Linked DNA regions of Mus musculus: region 1 is linked to region 2. A link is a contact called in public HiChIP or PLAC-seq data. All regions are on one chromosome and are shown on one strand. Each heading gives the region's core, a stretch centred on a gene start, on an enhancer-like site or on the middle of the called end of the contact. The rest is flanking DNA. Distances are from core to core; before and after follow the strand shown.

Evidence for each region. HiChIP or PLAC-seq counts read pairs in DNA pulled down with a chosen protein or histone mark.
Region 1: a contact with region 2 is called in an H3K27ac HiChIP or PLAC-seq map of T-cell acute lymphoblastic leukemia, with 3 times the contacts expected there. The contact joins two enhancer-like sites. A contact is called at or near these places in 2 of 15 datasets of contacts at CTCF or cohesin (the NIH/3T3 cell line and stem cell-derived epiblast-like cells), 20 of 484 Hi-C or Micro-C datasets (CD8 T cells, the HPC-7 cell line, MC3T3-E1-derived osteoblasts and 11 more) and 1 of 115 datasets of contacts at active chromatin or transcription factors (T-cell acute lymphoblastic leukemia).

The regions. Positions count from the first base shown.
Region 1 is chr1:43,600,545-43,608,091 of GRCm38.p6, reverse strand. No RefSeq gene overlaps it. Among named protein-coding and RNA genes, the nearest start is that of Gm38628, 76 kb to the left of the region's middle. Within about 2 kb of position 1,816, at least 11 of the 459 cell types and tissues checked have an H3K27ac peak or open chromatin away from gene starts, as enhancers often do. A contact at or near this core is called in T-cell acute lymphoblastic leukemia, where this site is marked.
Region 2 is chr1:43,297,465-43,304,952 of GRCm38.p6, reverse strand. LOC115487086 (a long non-coding RNA gene) reads left to right here. Exons shown (of 3, transcript XR_003947810.1): 2 at 3,341-3,539. Among named protein-coding and RNA genes, the nearest start is that of Gm29040, 40 kb to the right of the region's middle. Within about 2 kb of position 4,897, at least 20 of the 459 cell types and tissues checked have an H3K27ac peak or open chromatin away from gene starts, as enhancers often do. A contact at or near this core is called in T-cell acute lymphoblastic leukemia, where this site is marked.

The DNA.
Region 1 (7,547 bases), core at 567-3,066, 310 kb before region 2:
CTCTATTGCACCTGGCAACAACTTCAGAAGGTAAACCTCACTGTTTACATTGGACCCTGTCATTTTTAACCAAAGAAGCTAAAGGGTCAATGTGACACCACAGAAGCCAAAACAATGGGACACACAGGCCAATGTGATGTCACATAGTCCAATACAATGGGAGACACACACAGGCCAATGTGATGTCACAGAAGCTAGTGCAGTGGAATACATAGGCCAATCTAATATCACAGAAGCCAGTGCAATGGAAAATACTGGGTCAGTGTAATAGTACAGAGGCCATTGCAACAGGACACACAGACCAAGTCATGTCTCAAAGGCCAGTTTAATTTTTCAATTTTCTTTTTCTGTTCCAGATGACTGGGTCACTCAACTCTTCAATCCTGTCTGATGTATCATTTTACTAGGAAAATGGATTCTTTTTCATGTCCACAACCTGGACTGTGTCAGGAAAAAGGCACTGTCCAGACGCAGTAACTTGTCACAAAGTTCAGATGTTGTTCTTTTCTGTTTGTGAGGCCCTAAATGAGAGTTATGAACTTTATCTTTACCTCTGTCTCTCATCCATCTGACCCCGTGGGAGGCATTACACAGATTGGCTTTGGTGACTATCTGGTGAAAATGGAATTCCCAAGGCTCAGAATAGGTTAGAGGTCAACCGATGGAAACTAGAAGCAGAGAACAAACTGGCTTCCAAGCTTAGACTAGAGTATTAGCAGGGATACAGGTACAGTAACAGAGCATAGGAAGGAATAAGGAGCAGATTTCTGTAACTGTTCAGGAACAGGGAGGATCATAATAACATGGAGCCTTCCTGTGAACCTTGAAAGATGATGGGTATATTGACAAAGGCAACAGTTGCTTTCTGGTTCAGAAAATCTTCAAACTGGGAATACAGTTCTCAGCTAAGCTACTGATTGAGTTACATAGACTTGGGGACTTTTGGGAATATTTTACTCATACAAGTAATTCAAGATAAAGAAGAGGATAGGGTAATTACAAAATGAGCTGGGCATGCTATGTAAGAAGGGGTGTATATATGTGGGTGTGTATGTATACGTGCATGTACTTTTGGTTTGCGGGTGCTAGTGTGTATGTAAGTATGGATATGTTAGGTAGAAGTGTGTGTTTATGGAGTATGTAAGACTGTGTGTGATTGAGTGCTGTAGCGTGCTAGAAGTTTCGATGTGTGATAGCCTCATGAATTTGAATGTGAGTGTGCATGTGAGTACATGGATCTGGTAGGTATATGTTTGTTGGAGATGGTGAGCGTGTGAATGTTGAATAGATTATCCAAAAACAGCACTTATTGCAAGCAGCAATCAGGACTGTACCAAGAAATGAGTAGGTGAAACTAACTTCACTCTTTACTTCCAAACAGATATCCTATGGTTGATCACAGATATTCTGTTCTGATCACACGGATTTTCTCTTCTCTATTAGAGGAAGACATCCTAGCATGTAATTGCTTCATGGGAATTCGCCTTGCTATATCCACACCTTGTACTTAAGTCAATGGTTTAAGTGGATGGAGACAAAAAAGGTCTGCTTTCTCTACCTTGACTTTTTGATACTTTAATCATGCAGTTATTGGGAAGGGTGTCAAAGCTGTTTGGTGGGTAGTAGGCTATTTTATATGACTAAAAACTGTCTATCAAATGAGAATGAAGTCTTTAGGGCAGACCACAAGTCTTCAAAAGTTATTTTTCAAGGTGTAACAAATCAAGTTATATCAAAAGCTGAGCTACTCCACAGTGGTGGAGGAGGGAGGGTTGTTCATATTCAAGTATAAAGAGTTCTTAGTTCAAAGAAGCAGGTGTATATGTAAAAGTTACACTAACCCATTTAACTGCCATTTCCTGTGGACTCCTAGATGTCCCTGTTCTTAGGTTAGAAATATGTGCATACTGATCTCAGGAAGACAACATTACTTGGTATAATTCAGTGACAGTTCAGTGTGATAACTGAGAGACCTCGGAACATTTGAAAATACAGCATTTGCATCATTAACCGTCTAAAATGTTTTCTGTCCTATTATCTTTGTAATGTTTTTCTGCTTCTATTTAATTTAATTGAGTTATTTATCTGTGCAATGCTTTGGTCATAGACCTTAAGAATTATCTGTGGGATGTAGAGGCAGCTCAGTCAGTTAAATACTTGTCCTGCAAGCATGAGGACCTAAATTCCATCTCTAGAACCCACACTTACTAAGGCAAACCAGACCAAACACAACAAAACAAGAAATCAATAATGATGGATCTCACCGGTTATCAATCTCAGCACAAAAGAGATGGAGACAGGCCAGTTTGAAGCACATGTGGTAACTACCTCTTTCTTCAGGATTCCCATGTCCTCAAGAACATTTCCTAAGCTGCAGGTTATGTTTATTCAACAGGCTACGGACAAGGTTATCCCTGAGATCCGTTTCAGCTCTGAGGCTTCCAGAACATTCCATCAGGACTTATTGGGCTCTTCTGTCTTTGCTTTCTCCCTCCAGTCCCAACACGGTGTGTTCCAATGATGGACAGACTCCTCCCAGCAGTAGGGACCCTGGGATCAAACCGGTAGCTCACGGTGATTTTTGTGTAAGGACTGTGGCTATTCTGTGAGTGGACTGGAAGATTTTGAAATTTATCCCGCGGTCCCCAGTTTTCCCTAATGTTTTACTACAAGTCTTTTTGTTCCTGATTTCACGTAGAATTAGTCATCTGGAAGAGGTAGACAATGTATCCTCCATCCATATCCCTTATGAATGAGGGTCAGTAGGTGTGGCCAAATAGAGGCAAAGACATACATCCACTTTCTCCTTTTCTGATATGTTCTTCTAGTCTCAGTATCTAGACCAAATCTTGGGGTTTTTCAAATCCCCAGCCTTGTGTATTTTCATCATGTGTCACTTTTGGCAGACTTGAATTGTTCTGGTAGTATCCTAAACTTAGTGAACTGACTTGTCCTCACACCACCTGTACTAGTTGATTTTGTGTGTCAACTTGAAACAAGCTGGAGTTATCATAAAGAAAGGATTGTCAGCTGAGGAAATGCCTCCATGAGAGGCATTAGTGATCAGGGGGCCCTTTGCCCTTTCTGGGTGTTGCCATCCCTGGGCTGGTAGACTTCTATAAGAAAGCAAGCCAAGCAAGGCAGAGGACGCAAGACAGTAAGTAACATCCCTTCATGGCCTCTGCATCAGCTCCTGCTTCCTAACCTGCTTGAGTTCCAGTCCTGACTTCCTTTGGTGATGAACAGCAATGTAGGAAGTGTAAGCTGAATAAATCCTTTCCTCCCCCAATTTGCTTCTTGATCATAATATTTTGTGCAGGAATAGAAACTCTGACTAAGACAAATTGGCACCAGCATAGTGGGGTATTCCTGTAACAACCTGACCATGTTTTGGGGACTGTGGAAGGACCTTGGAACTTTGGGTTTGAAGAGCCATTGGGTGTTAAGAGCTCTGTGGGATGTTCTGTAGGAGCTTGGAAGATAATGTTGAGAGCAGTGCAAATGATGAAGGTCTGGCTTGTGAAATTTCAGAGGGAAGATTAAAGACTCTTATCAGGGCCATTGCTATTTTGATTGTAAAGATTCTGTAGTTTTGGTTAGCTGGGGCTGAAGAATCAGCTGTGATTAACAAGAGACCAGAACTACTAAAGCAGAACCTTTGCATTACTGGGGCTGTTGATGCTGGTTAACTGGAGTTAAGAAATTAGCAGTGATGAAGAAGAGACCAGCATCAATAAGTTGAAATCTTCTGGGAAGTGTTTCCTGAGAGCACAGAGAAGCTGTGTTCCAGAGGCAGCCACGGTAGTACCTCATGCTGCAGCTGAACTTGGTAATGTGTAAGAATCACCCAGGTGGTACTGGTTTTGAAACGTGAAGATGTAGCATATGATGATTGGCACTGTGAGAGGCCAGGAGAAACCATTGGTGAAGGTGCAGCCTCAGTGGCTGTTGAAAGCCCAGGACTGAAGGAGTCAATCAGGGAAGTTGAGGCTTAGTACCATTAAAAGAGCCTATGAGAGGCTATTTGTAAAAGTGCAGTCCATTTACAGTGGAAGACAGCAGTGTTTTGGAGATGCCAGTACCATAAGATGACCACCAAGAGCAGCAGCAGCAGTGGAGTACGGGCAGCTGGAGCCTAGAAAACAAGCTGTGTGCTACAAATGGCAGAGCTGGAGAAGTGATCCAAGCCCTTGGAGGAACCTAGAATACTGTGAGTGGGTCCCAGACATTGGATGGCTAGAATTTGATTTTGCTTTTAATTGTGACTGTGCCCTGATATTTTAGTGGAGCCCACAATTAAGAGACTTTGAATTGTAAAAAGACTTTGAGTTTTAAAAGGCTTTGGATATTTTAAAGGGATTGGAATTTTAATATGTAAAGACTGTGGGACTTTTAACGTTATTTAGGTCTTGGGGATGAATAAGAAAGTAAGAATTAAGGCTTAATAGTGATGTGTTTGTGTGTCAAGTTGACAAGGGGTCAATTGTATTGGCTGGTTTTGTGTGTCAACTTGACACAAGCTGGAGTTATCATAAAGAAAGGAGCCTCCCTTGAAGAAATGCCTCCATAAGATTCAGTTGTAAGGCATTTTCTCAATTAGTGATCTAGGGTGGGAGGGCCCATTGTGGGTAGTGCCATCGCTGGGCTGGTAGTCCCCGGTTCTATAAGAAAACAAGCTGAGCAAGCCAATAAGTAACAACCCTCCATGGCCTCTGCATCAGCTTCTGCTTCTTGACCTGTTTGAGTTCCAGTTCTGACTTCCTTTGATGATGAACAGCAATGTGGAAGTGTAAGCTGAATAAATCCTTTCCTCCCCAACTTGCTTCTTGGTCATGATGTTTTGTGCAGGAATAGGAACCCTGACTAAGACACCACCTAACTTGAACATCAAGAGTCACTTTCTTAGGAATTCCCCAGTGGAGACATCTGATGTTTCCCATCCCCTGCTATAAATTTTGTAGAATGAGGGTGACTCTGAAATTTTTCATACTTCTACCATTGCTTCTTGAGTACCTGGTATATCTTTTGTAGCTGGAGTCATTCAGTAAGTATCCCAGAATAACTACCATTATTCCTATTTTTCAAATATCTTTCTTAATTTTCCTATAATGCCTCCAACTCTCAGGGATAAAGAAAGAGTCAACATTTTTGTTGCTACCAAGTAGACTTTTTCTGTTCAGTTTCTTCGACTTCAATGTCAGCTTTTGTTTTCATAGTGAGTACTGAGTTTCCTAGTCATTCTAGACTGAACACACTGAGGCCAGTTAAGTCCACTATCGTAAATCTTTCAATGTTCCCTTTGAATGAAAAACTTTCCCCTTGTTCCTGTAGCCCACCTGACCCTTGCCTGTGTGTAGTTGGTCATCAGAGGTTGTCTTGAGCTGATGATGACATGAGACATTATCCATCTCCAAAATGCATTCTTGTAGTTTTGTTTTGTTTTCAAGAGTTGTAGCTTTGGCATTCCTCTCCTGGAACATTCTCATAGAACTTTTGAGATGGGAAGTATTTTACAGCGTGTATTCCTTTTGTAAAATAACCAGTCTCCCTACAGATATAACAAAAGCAGGAGGCTCTAGATGAGAAGATAAGGTGTCTGGTGGTATCATGTCTGAATGAGAAATGCCCCCCATAGGCTTAGGTATTTGAACACTTGGTGGTATCGTGTCTGAATGAGAAATGTCCCCCATAGGCTTGGGTATTTGAACACTTGGTCTCCAGTTGGTGGCGCTTTGGAAAGATGTTTAGGAGGTGTGGTCTTGCAGGAAGAAGTATGTCACTGGGGATGGGCTTTGAGAGTTACAGCCTTATACCATCTCCAGTTTGCTCCATCTGCTTCATGCTTGCTGTTAAAGATGTGATCTTTAAGCTTCCTGGTCTTGCCACCGTGTCTGCCCCACTTACTACCATGCTTCTGCCCAGCTATGGTGGATCCTTAACTCTCTGGAACTGTAAGACAAAATAAACTCTCCCATAAGTTATTTCTGGTCACATGTGGTGCGTATGAGCAGTGCATTAGGCTTGCTCACTGGCCTTGCCCCTCTTCTTGTCCTCTAATTCTACGATTGTCCTCCATACCTGTATGAGTGAGACCACTCCTTTCTGGGGTTCAGAAACAGTTTAGTTCAATTACAATCATTTCTGTCAAAATAGTTTTCAGACATTAACTTTGGACATTTTAGTCAATAGACTTTTTTTTTTTTTAAAAAGATTTATTTTATGTTCAGTTACATGTTTATGTGGTGGTATGTGCCTATAAGTGAAGGTGCCTGCAGGTGCCAGGAAACAGTGTCAGATTGTATGCAGGAAGCCCAGGAGAGCTCAAGACCTCGGTGTCCACTGCGACTTTGCATAAGAATCCTTTATTACGAGTCTTGACCTGGATCACAAACTTTCCCACAGCATAGGTCAGGAGTATGACCACGAGCTTGGGTGTCTTGGCACTTAGATACAGGGTAGTTAGAAATTCTTTGACTGCTTAGAGTGAAGGGGAGGGAAGGCTGCTGAGGTAAGTCATAACTCAGACACAATACCATTTGGTAGAGCTCGAGGCTGACAGGGGGATTCTTCTGACCTAAAGATTGTCTTTTGTGGGGCTATGAGGAACGAGTTACATGGCTGGCCATAACTGTCTGGGACCTCCTTTCTTCTATGATTTAAGCGTGGGACCCTAATCTCTTTTCTCCATCTCTTTTCTCCGAGGACAGGCACCAACTGCACCTGGTTATCTGGAAAAGTGCTAGTCTCTGCACAACTGAAGCTGGGGTGTTTTGTCATTTGTCTCACTCAGGGTGGCACCTGTGGCTCCTTGAGTCCTCTCTCGGAGTGGCTAGGGAGGAGGGGGAAAGAATCCCTTCGTTTGCTGCAGGGGGAGGGGAGCAGAGTTTGAAGAAAGCAGGGCTTCTGAAGGAAAATGCAGAGGCAAGCTTCAGTAGCAAGCCTCCTGTGCTTCTGAGAGAAACCCAGAAGTAAGCCGCCATCGAGGGTCCCCCCCTCCCCCGCCACCCCCCGCTGTGCTTGCCTAGAGCAAAAGTTATATGCAGTTGTGAGCCACGAGATATGGGTGCAAGGAACTGAATTCAGGTACTTCTCTAAAGAAGTAATGGGTCTCAACCATTGAGCCATCTCTCCAAACCTGGAAAAAAAAAAAAAAAAAAAGACTTTTTAAACCTGTCATACCATAAAGGGAATCACTGAATTTTTCTTACTCTCCCTTTTCTTGTCCTTTTAGCAATTTGGTTTTTGTTGTTGTTGTTTTGTTTTGTTTTGTTGTTTTGGGCTTTTTGTTTGTTTGTTTTTGGTTTGTTTGTTTGTTTTTTGGTTTTTCGAGACAGTGTTTCTCTTTGTAGCCCTGGCTGTCCTGGAACTCACTTTGTAGACCAGGCTGGCCTTGAACTCAGAAATCCGCCTGCCTCTGCCTCCCAAGTGCTGGGATTAAATAAAAGAGAGAGAGAGACAGAGAGACAGAGAGACACAGAGAGACGAGACACAGAGAGACAGAGAGAAAAGGAAAAGCAGGGGAGAAGAGGAGGAGGACAGGGCAGAGA
Region 2 (7,488 bases), core at 3,648-6,147:
AAAGGGTAATGTGTCAATGAAATGGTGTTCCCTGAACTAGGCTGAGCCCTGTGGTTCTGTTAGCGTTTCCAGGGCTGCTGTGACAAATTACCATCAAGTAGTAATTATGGTTTCAATGTGAGATCTCCCACATAGGCTCGGGTGTTTGAATATTTGGTCTCCAGCTGGTGGCACTGTTTTGGGAGGCTGTGGAGCCTTCCATTCTGTAGCCTAGGCAGCAGAATTGAGTCATTGACAGTGAGCTTTGTGTTGATATCTGATTCCAGTTTTAGCCCCAGATCTTGCTTCTGATCTGCCAAGGAGGGAGCAAGCTGTACTACAAGCCCCCACTGCCATGGACAGGCCCTGCTCTTGCCACTAGGCTCTCCCACCATTAGAGCCTTGATGTCACTTGAAACCATGAGCTGGAATAACAAACTTAGCCTGCTGAAGCCACTGCTGCCTGGAATTTTGTCACAACCTTGAGAAAAGTAATAAACACAGTGGCTTAAGATAACACAAATGTGCCTGTGTGTCTGTGGGTTAGAAGTTCCACAGAGGTATCATGGGGCTAAAGCCAAGGTCCAGGTAAAAGTGTGTCCCTTTCAGAGGAGAGAGAAGAATCTGTTGTCTATTTTTCCTGGGGACTGCCCATGGTCCTTGGCTTATGGATCTTCCTCCTCTTCAAAACCAGCAATGTTGGGTAGTATCCTGACATTGTCTCACTCTGACTCACTCCCAGTTTCCCTTTTCTACTCCCCCCCCCCCCCGAGACAGGGTTTCTCTGTGTAGCCTTGGCTGTCCTGGAACTCACTTTGTAGACCAGGCTGGCCGCAAACTCAGAATTCCACTGACTCTGCCTCCCAAGTGCTGGGATTAAAGGTGTGCACCACCACTGCCCGGCTTCCGTCTTCTAACTTTTAAGGACCTTGTGATGGCAAGCGAGGTAATCCCTCATAATCCTCTCATTTGAAGACCTATTGATTAGCAGCTGTCATGGCGTTTTGTCAGGTATTCTATTGCAGGTCCCTTGAAAATGAGTTGGCCTTCAAACCCCCAGCACCTCAGAATGCAGCCTTGTTTGGAAAGAGAATCATTTCATGGGGATCTTGTTGCTGTTTTGTTTGTTGGTTTGTCTGTTTGACAAGAAGAGGCTCATACTGGAGCAAATGACTCCTGAATCAATCAGGCTGGTGTCGTCAACACACTGCCATGGGAAGGTGCAGGCACCTGGGTGCATGCCATATGAAGACAGAAACAGACTGGAGCAATGCCTCTAAAAAGCCAGAGAACTTAGGAACTATAAGACATCAGAAAAAGAAAGAAAGGAACCCCTTACCCCTGTAGGTACTCTGACAGAAGCATAGTCCATCAACACTTTGAGGTCAGACAGAGAGCCTTTAGAACTGCAAGATGACAAGCTTGTTTGTTTGTTTGTTTGTTTGTTTGTTTAAGAGTCTAAGCTTGTGGTGCCTTCTTATAGCAGTACTAGGGGGTGGATAAGCTATTTGAGGTAATGGTGCCAGCTTCCAAGATGTGAATATGTCTTTAAACATGTATAACTTTATAACCATAGTGGCTGTTATCTTGACAGGACAGTAGAGGAATTCTATGCATTTGCTCCAGTCTTTATTTTTAAATATGGCTTATATGGCAAATAGCTTTCATGTATGGAGATAATATCTACCCTGGAATGAAAGAGGTTTTTTTGTTTTAATTTGAATTTTGTTGTAGTTACTCTCAGTGAAATAAAGAGTTGCCTCTCTGGGGGCAAAGCCCAAGTGATCTACTATCACCAGAAACCACTCCTCTGATCGTAACAAAATGACCCACTGGTGGGGTGGATGTCAGCTAGTCCCCTTGCGATGCCCTGTGGGACTTGAGACCTTGGAAACTGAAAGTGAGGGAACACTGGTTAGTTTTCAAGCATAGTGAATCTCAAACCGTGGACAGGTCTTGGCATAGAATCTGTGTCATAGATGAGTCAAGCAGGAAGTTGGCTAAGTGGAAGAGAGACTCCAGTGAGTCTCTGTCATTGAACGAGTTAGCATGGCCCAGGAGGACGACCTTGGCTTGCCTACTCTTGTCACCGCCTGCTCACCCCCTTCAGCCTCCAAGTAGAGCTCCTGAACGTCAAGCATCGATGTTATAGAGGATGTTAGAGGTACACCGTGAGGCCATGCCTTAGACTTACTGAGTGGAACACTCCAGCTGAGCCAGCATCTGTGTTTCTGTTAGCCTTTTGGGAAACACTGGCCTGTCTAGCACTGCATGATCCCCTTTGGTGGTCTTGGTGAGTGCAAATGGGAGTGTTTAGAGGGAGTCTGAAGTCAAGTATGAACTATAAGAGCAAGACCTTTGCCTGGCCATCGTGATTCCTCGGACTCATTCAGTGAAACGTGGCAGGGTCTCTGTGCTTTCCTAGACCATCACCCTCTACCCGCTTACTCCAGGGAAGAGCAGACCTTTTGCTGAGATTACATCACCATTTTAGTCTGCTCTGTGTTGCTGAAACAGACTCCTACTAGCTTAGTAATTAATAAAGGAAAACAATTACTGCTCGTAGTTCAGGAAGTGGGAAGTCTGGTGTGGGGGTAGAGGTGGGGCTTTATCTAGAGACAGTCTCTGTGCTTGCTTATTGCATGATGTAATATAATACCGAGCGATGTGAGGTGGGAGGCAGAGAGAGAAGTGAAGCAGCCAAACTCACACTTTCATTTTTTATTAATTAAAAATCTACTTATGCCCACCCAGAGATACTGGCATTGCCCATCCAGGAGGACAGATTTCTCAGGACTCCTTTCCTTCTCCGAGGTACCATCTCCTTGGTGGACACAACTGGGCTGCAGCAATCAGCTTCAGCATTTTTTGTCTGTTTGATGCTCCAATCACAAGGAGGCAGGCTTGGGCTTCCAGGCTCCACTATACCCTAGGGAAAGAAAGAGGTGGAAAGGAGGGGGAGGATGATTTCTGGGGCTGGAGCCTGACTTTGCCCCTAAGTAAAAGTGAGCTGAGAAATCTGCAGACAGGTTTAACCCTGTCCTCACACTTGGAGGGGGCCTGCTGCTTGTCTGCTGATCTTTCTCGGGAGACTGATGGACGTATGCATGCATGCGTAGGGTATTCATGCATGCATATGTGTGAGTGTGTGTGTGTGTGTGTGTGTGTGTGTACAAAAGCGATGGATGTTCTTGATGGAAGAGTGCAATGTTTCATACTTGTGGATAAAGTTGCCACTTGTAGGAAGTAAAAATGAAGTCTTCGGCAATCACTGAAAGGCAGCATAGTAGAGGAACAAGCAAATCCTGAGCGATCCCACAGGACTTCTTTTCTACCAGGCTTTTCCTCTTTCCATTTCCAGGCAAATCACAGCGTTGGAAAACACTCTCATCACTACACCGAGAGCCTTCCAATGGAGACTTAACAGAATGCCAACTGCAGCAACAGAAGGAAAAACTTGGGTAGCAAGAAAGCGCGTCCATATTCTTCCGTTCAGTTATAATGAGGGGTTTGAAGGTATCAGATCCTGCCCGGCATGGGCCTGACATCCCAAGAGACAGGTACAATTTCTGTTCCCAGCTTTGCTCCATCTTCTAGCCAGCTCATCCTGGAAACAAAATTTCTGTTTTCTGGGGGATGTGCATTAACCCCGATCACCTCTGAGCTTCCCAGGATTCACCGTAGGCCCCTTTATGCTGCCCAGTGGATGCTTGCGTGGACTATTTATACATACTTTGATGGCTTTTCACCAATGGACCAAACAGCTCTCCTCAAATATGAATACGCTTTCTCAAAACTTAATTCTCCTGACTAGATTTTAGGTATCCCCCATCAACAGGTAAATCTCAAAATCTGCCAAAGGAACTCCCTGTACATAATCAAGGTGATTATATTCAAATCCCACCTTGTGAGAACGTGTATGTTTGGCCCCCAATGCAGCCTTCATAGGGTACCATATGGATATGAGGATGGGCTCAAGCACAGCAAAGGGATCCCCTGAACTGCCCATACCTGAGCAGAGAGGGACACGGCCCATAGACGTCATACAGTGTCATACAGTGGGGTTCCAGAAGCGTGATCCTTGAAGGAGTTGCAACCATTCAGCTCCTCCCCCACAGGAAGCGACAGGCAGTTGTGGGTCTCTGAGGGAAGAAGGCCACCTGCCCTTATCTGTGTTTTTACTTGGGCACTGCTTAGCATTAAACCTGGCTTCAAATGTCATTGGGAAAAAAAAAGTAGGCCAAGGCCAGGAAGAGGAGGTGTCAGTTGTGATCTGTTGAGAGGAGAAGGAAGGCTTAGACAAAGCAGGAGACTTGGACACCCAGAAGGGTTTGGAAGCCACTGGAGAGTAGCCATTAGGCTTGTGCTTGTCCTTAATGCTTACAGCATCCTCATCCCTGATTCCAGTAGTTCACCATGCCTACAGCATCCTCATCCCTGATTCCAGTAGTTCACCATGCTTACAGCATCCTTACTCCTGGTTCCAATAGTTCACCACACTTACAGCATCCTCACTCAGACCAGACTCTGAGTCTTACACCAGGAAATCACTCTCATCCTAGTCCAGCCTCTGAATACCCCACATGACTTCCAGGAGGCCTCAGCTTCTTACCTGAAACAGTTTTAGTTTGGAGTGCCCTTAGACTTTTCTATTCTCTATTCTAGGTCCTTTTCTATTGGAACAGTCTCTTCTTAGCGGTGGTCTCTCATCCTTGTCCCCAGGTCAGAGACCATAGTCATTAGGATGCCAACGTCTCTACCAAAAACCTATTGTCCAGAAGACTAAGTGCCCATAACCTTGGCCCTCACCCTCACTTGTATGGTTTCTCTTCCTCCCTGTCCTCTGCTCCTTACATAGCCCTGACCTTACACCTTGAGCCCAAGAGCTCTCTCGTGACTTGTTTATGGAAATCAGGGTGTGGCTAACTGATACCTTGCCATATGTCCATCTAGAATCATCCACCATACAGCTCACCCCCTTGTCATCTTCTTACTTCAATAGTTCAACAAATGCCTACAGCCCCCTTGAGTGTGAGACTATGGCAATGAAGTGTGTGTGTGAGAGAACAGAGAGGCTTTTACATCCAGTAAAGAGTGTTTGGAGTCAGGGGCACTTGAGCACATAGATGTCAAAGCTACGTAAAATTAGAGTGGAGCTTGAACCCTTTGGATGGCATGTCTATGACATCATCAGCGGACTTAAGAAGCTGATTAACTTGTTAATCTATGTCTGCAATTTATCGACACAGTCACAGTCTTTGTCTGTTCCACAGAATCTTCTGTCAGCAGAATCGTCTTATTCCTAGTCTTACTGCTCCATGACCTCTAGTGGTAGAAAGGGGTTCTGCCATTGATAAAGAAATCTACTTTCTTGTGGCTTCCCTGAATCTCTCAACCACCTCTCCACTTTCACTCCCATTGAATAGCATGACTGTTTCTTTGTCAAAACCCCTGTTCTGACTGGTCTTGTGACACAAGCTGGAGTTATCACAGAGAAAGGAGACTCCCTTGAGGAAATGCCTCCATGAGATCTGGCTGTAAGGCATTTTTATCAATTAGTGATCAAGGGTAGGAGGGCCTAATGTGGTTGGTGCCATCCCTGGGCTGGTAGTCTATTAAAATAGCAAGCTGAGCAAGCCAGGCGAAAGCAAGCCAGTAAAGAAAATCCCTCCATGGTCTCAGCATCAGCTCCTGCTTCCTGACCTGCTTGAGTCCCAGTCCTGACTTCCTTTGGTGATGAACAGCAACATGGAAGTGTAAACTGAATAAATCCTTTGCTCCCCCAACTTGCTTCTTGGTCATGATGTTTGTGCAGGAATAGAAAACCAGACTAAGACAACCCTCATCACAGTTACTAGTCCCAGAAATAGAGCCACAGTACACCTCTGACTCAGCTGGCTGCAAACTCACCTTGACCTGCTGGGGGAAGTATCTTAGCTCTTAATTATAAGGACCGCTGCCACTGAGGCTATCTTTAAGCTGTGGTCTTGCTAAGCTCTCTCTGATGGCAGTTATGTGATATAGCACATGTCCTTACTACTGAGGCCAATTTGTGTATTTTCCTGTTGTGTTGTTGTTGTTGTTAGCATAAGTCTCATCGATCCCAATTGGCCTCAGTAGATGGTTGAGCATGCCCTTGAGCTTTTGAATCTCTGGCTTTCACTGTCAGGATGATGTAGGATGAGTCCTGCTATTACAGGCATGCGTCACCATCCTTGGTTTATGCAATTTTTGAATCCAGAGTCTTGTGCATACTAGGCAAGCACTCTACCACTGAGTTACACTCCCACCCCTTACTGCTTGTGGTTTTTAAAGTACGGGTGTTCTTACAGTTCCATGCTGAGTCTGGATCCTAAGGTACTTCCAGGGCATATGCTGCAGAACCACTCTCCTTCCTTCATGGAACAGTGGATGGTGTTGTAGCCATGTAGTCTAAGACACAAGGCTCCTTGTAGACAGTTCTGATGAACCATGTCTACACACATTTAGCCAAAGGAGCTATCACAGTAATAGTTCAAAGCCAGGCAAGCCCCCAGACCTAGCTTTGAGAAGCATGGTCTAGGTGAGATGTTAGAAAGGAACTAACTAGTCTGAACAGAAAGTTCACATCCATAATTTCCAGCCACTGCCCTGAATCAACCTCTTCTGTAAAAAATCCACTCTGCCTAAGCTGTTCCTCCAGCACTGTCATCTGCTCCCTCCTCCTTCACCAAATCTCCGATGTAGCTCCCTGTCTCCACCAGTGAACCTTCCCTAAGCATCTTCAGGTCACACCTGCAATGTGCCACCTTGCCTTTTGCCACCCGGGAAATACCAGCTATAACCAGCCCTTGCTTTGCTTCCTGGGGCCTCCATGTTCGAATAAAATAGAATAAAACTTGTCTGTTCTTTCAAGCTTGGATTTGGTGGGACATGGAGCTTTGGAAAGAAGTGGAGAGGGGAGGAGAGAGCCCCTGCTTGGGAGGGAGAAGAGAAGAAGGAAGCATACAGGATAGGTCTTCAGTACCACTATGGATGCTCAGCCCCAAGCCAGAGCACAGGAGCAAATGTTTCCCTTCCTTTTCAGACAGCCCTTCCCAGCAGTAGCTAGGGAGAGCTAACAGTTAACACTGTTCTTGCAAGGCCACCCCCAGGCTGCCCAATTCTGCTTTAAGGCACTACTCAGGACTTCTGGGAGTAGCCTGCTAGGCTGGCCACTTAGATAACCAGAGCTATCAACAACACGGCATCCAACAGCATATGTTCTTTCTCCTTATCTCACATTTTTGCAAGCTTTCTTGATCCCAAATTCTCTCATAAAGCTGGATGAACCCAACCCATGGATGGGTGGATATATGAAAGAACTAAACGTGACATGGACCAATCAATATTCAGCCTTAAAAGAGGAGGAAGGTGGTACCTGTTACACAGATGAACCTGGAGAGTGATGTGTTAAGTGAAATAAACCAGGCATACAAAGAAAAATACTGTATATTCTAGTTACAGGGGCTTGACGGAGATATATTCACA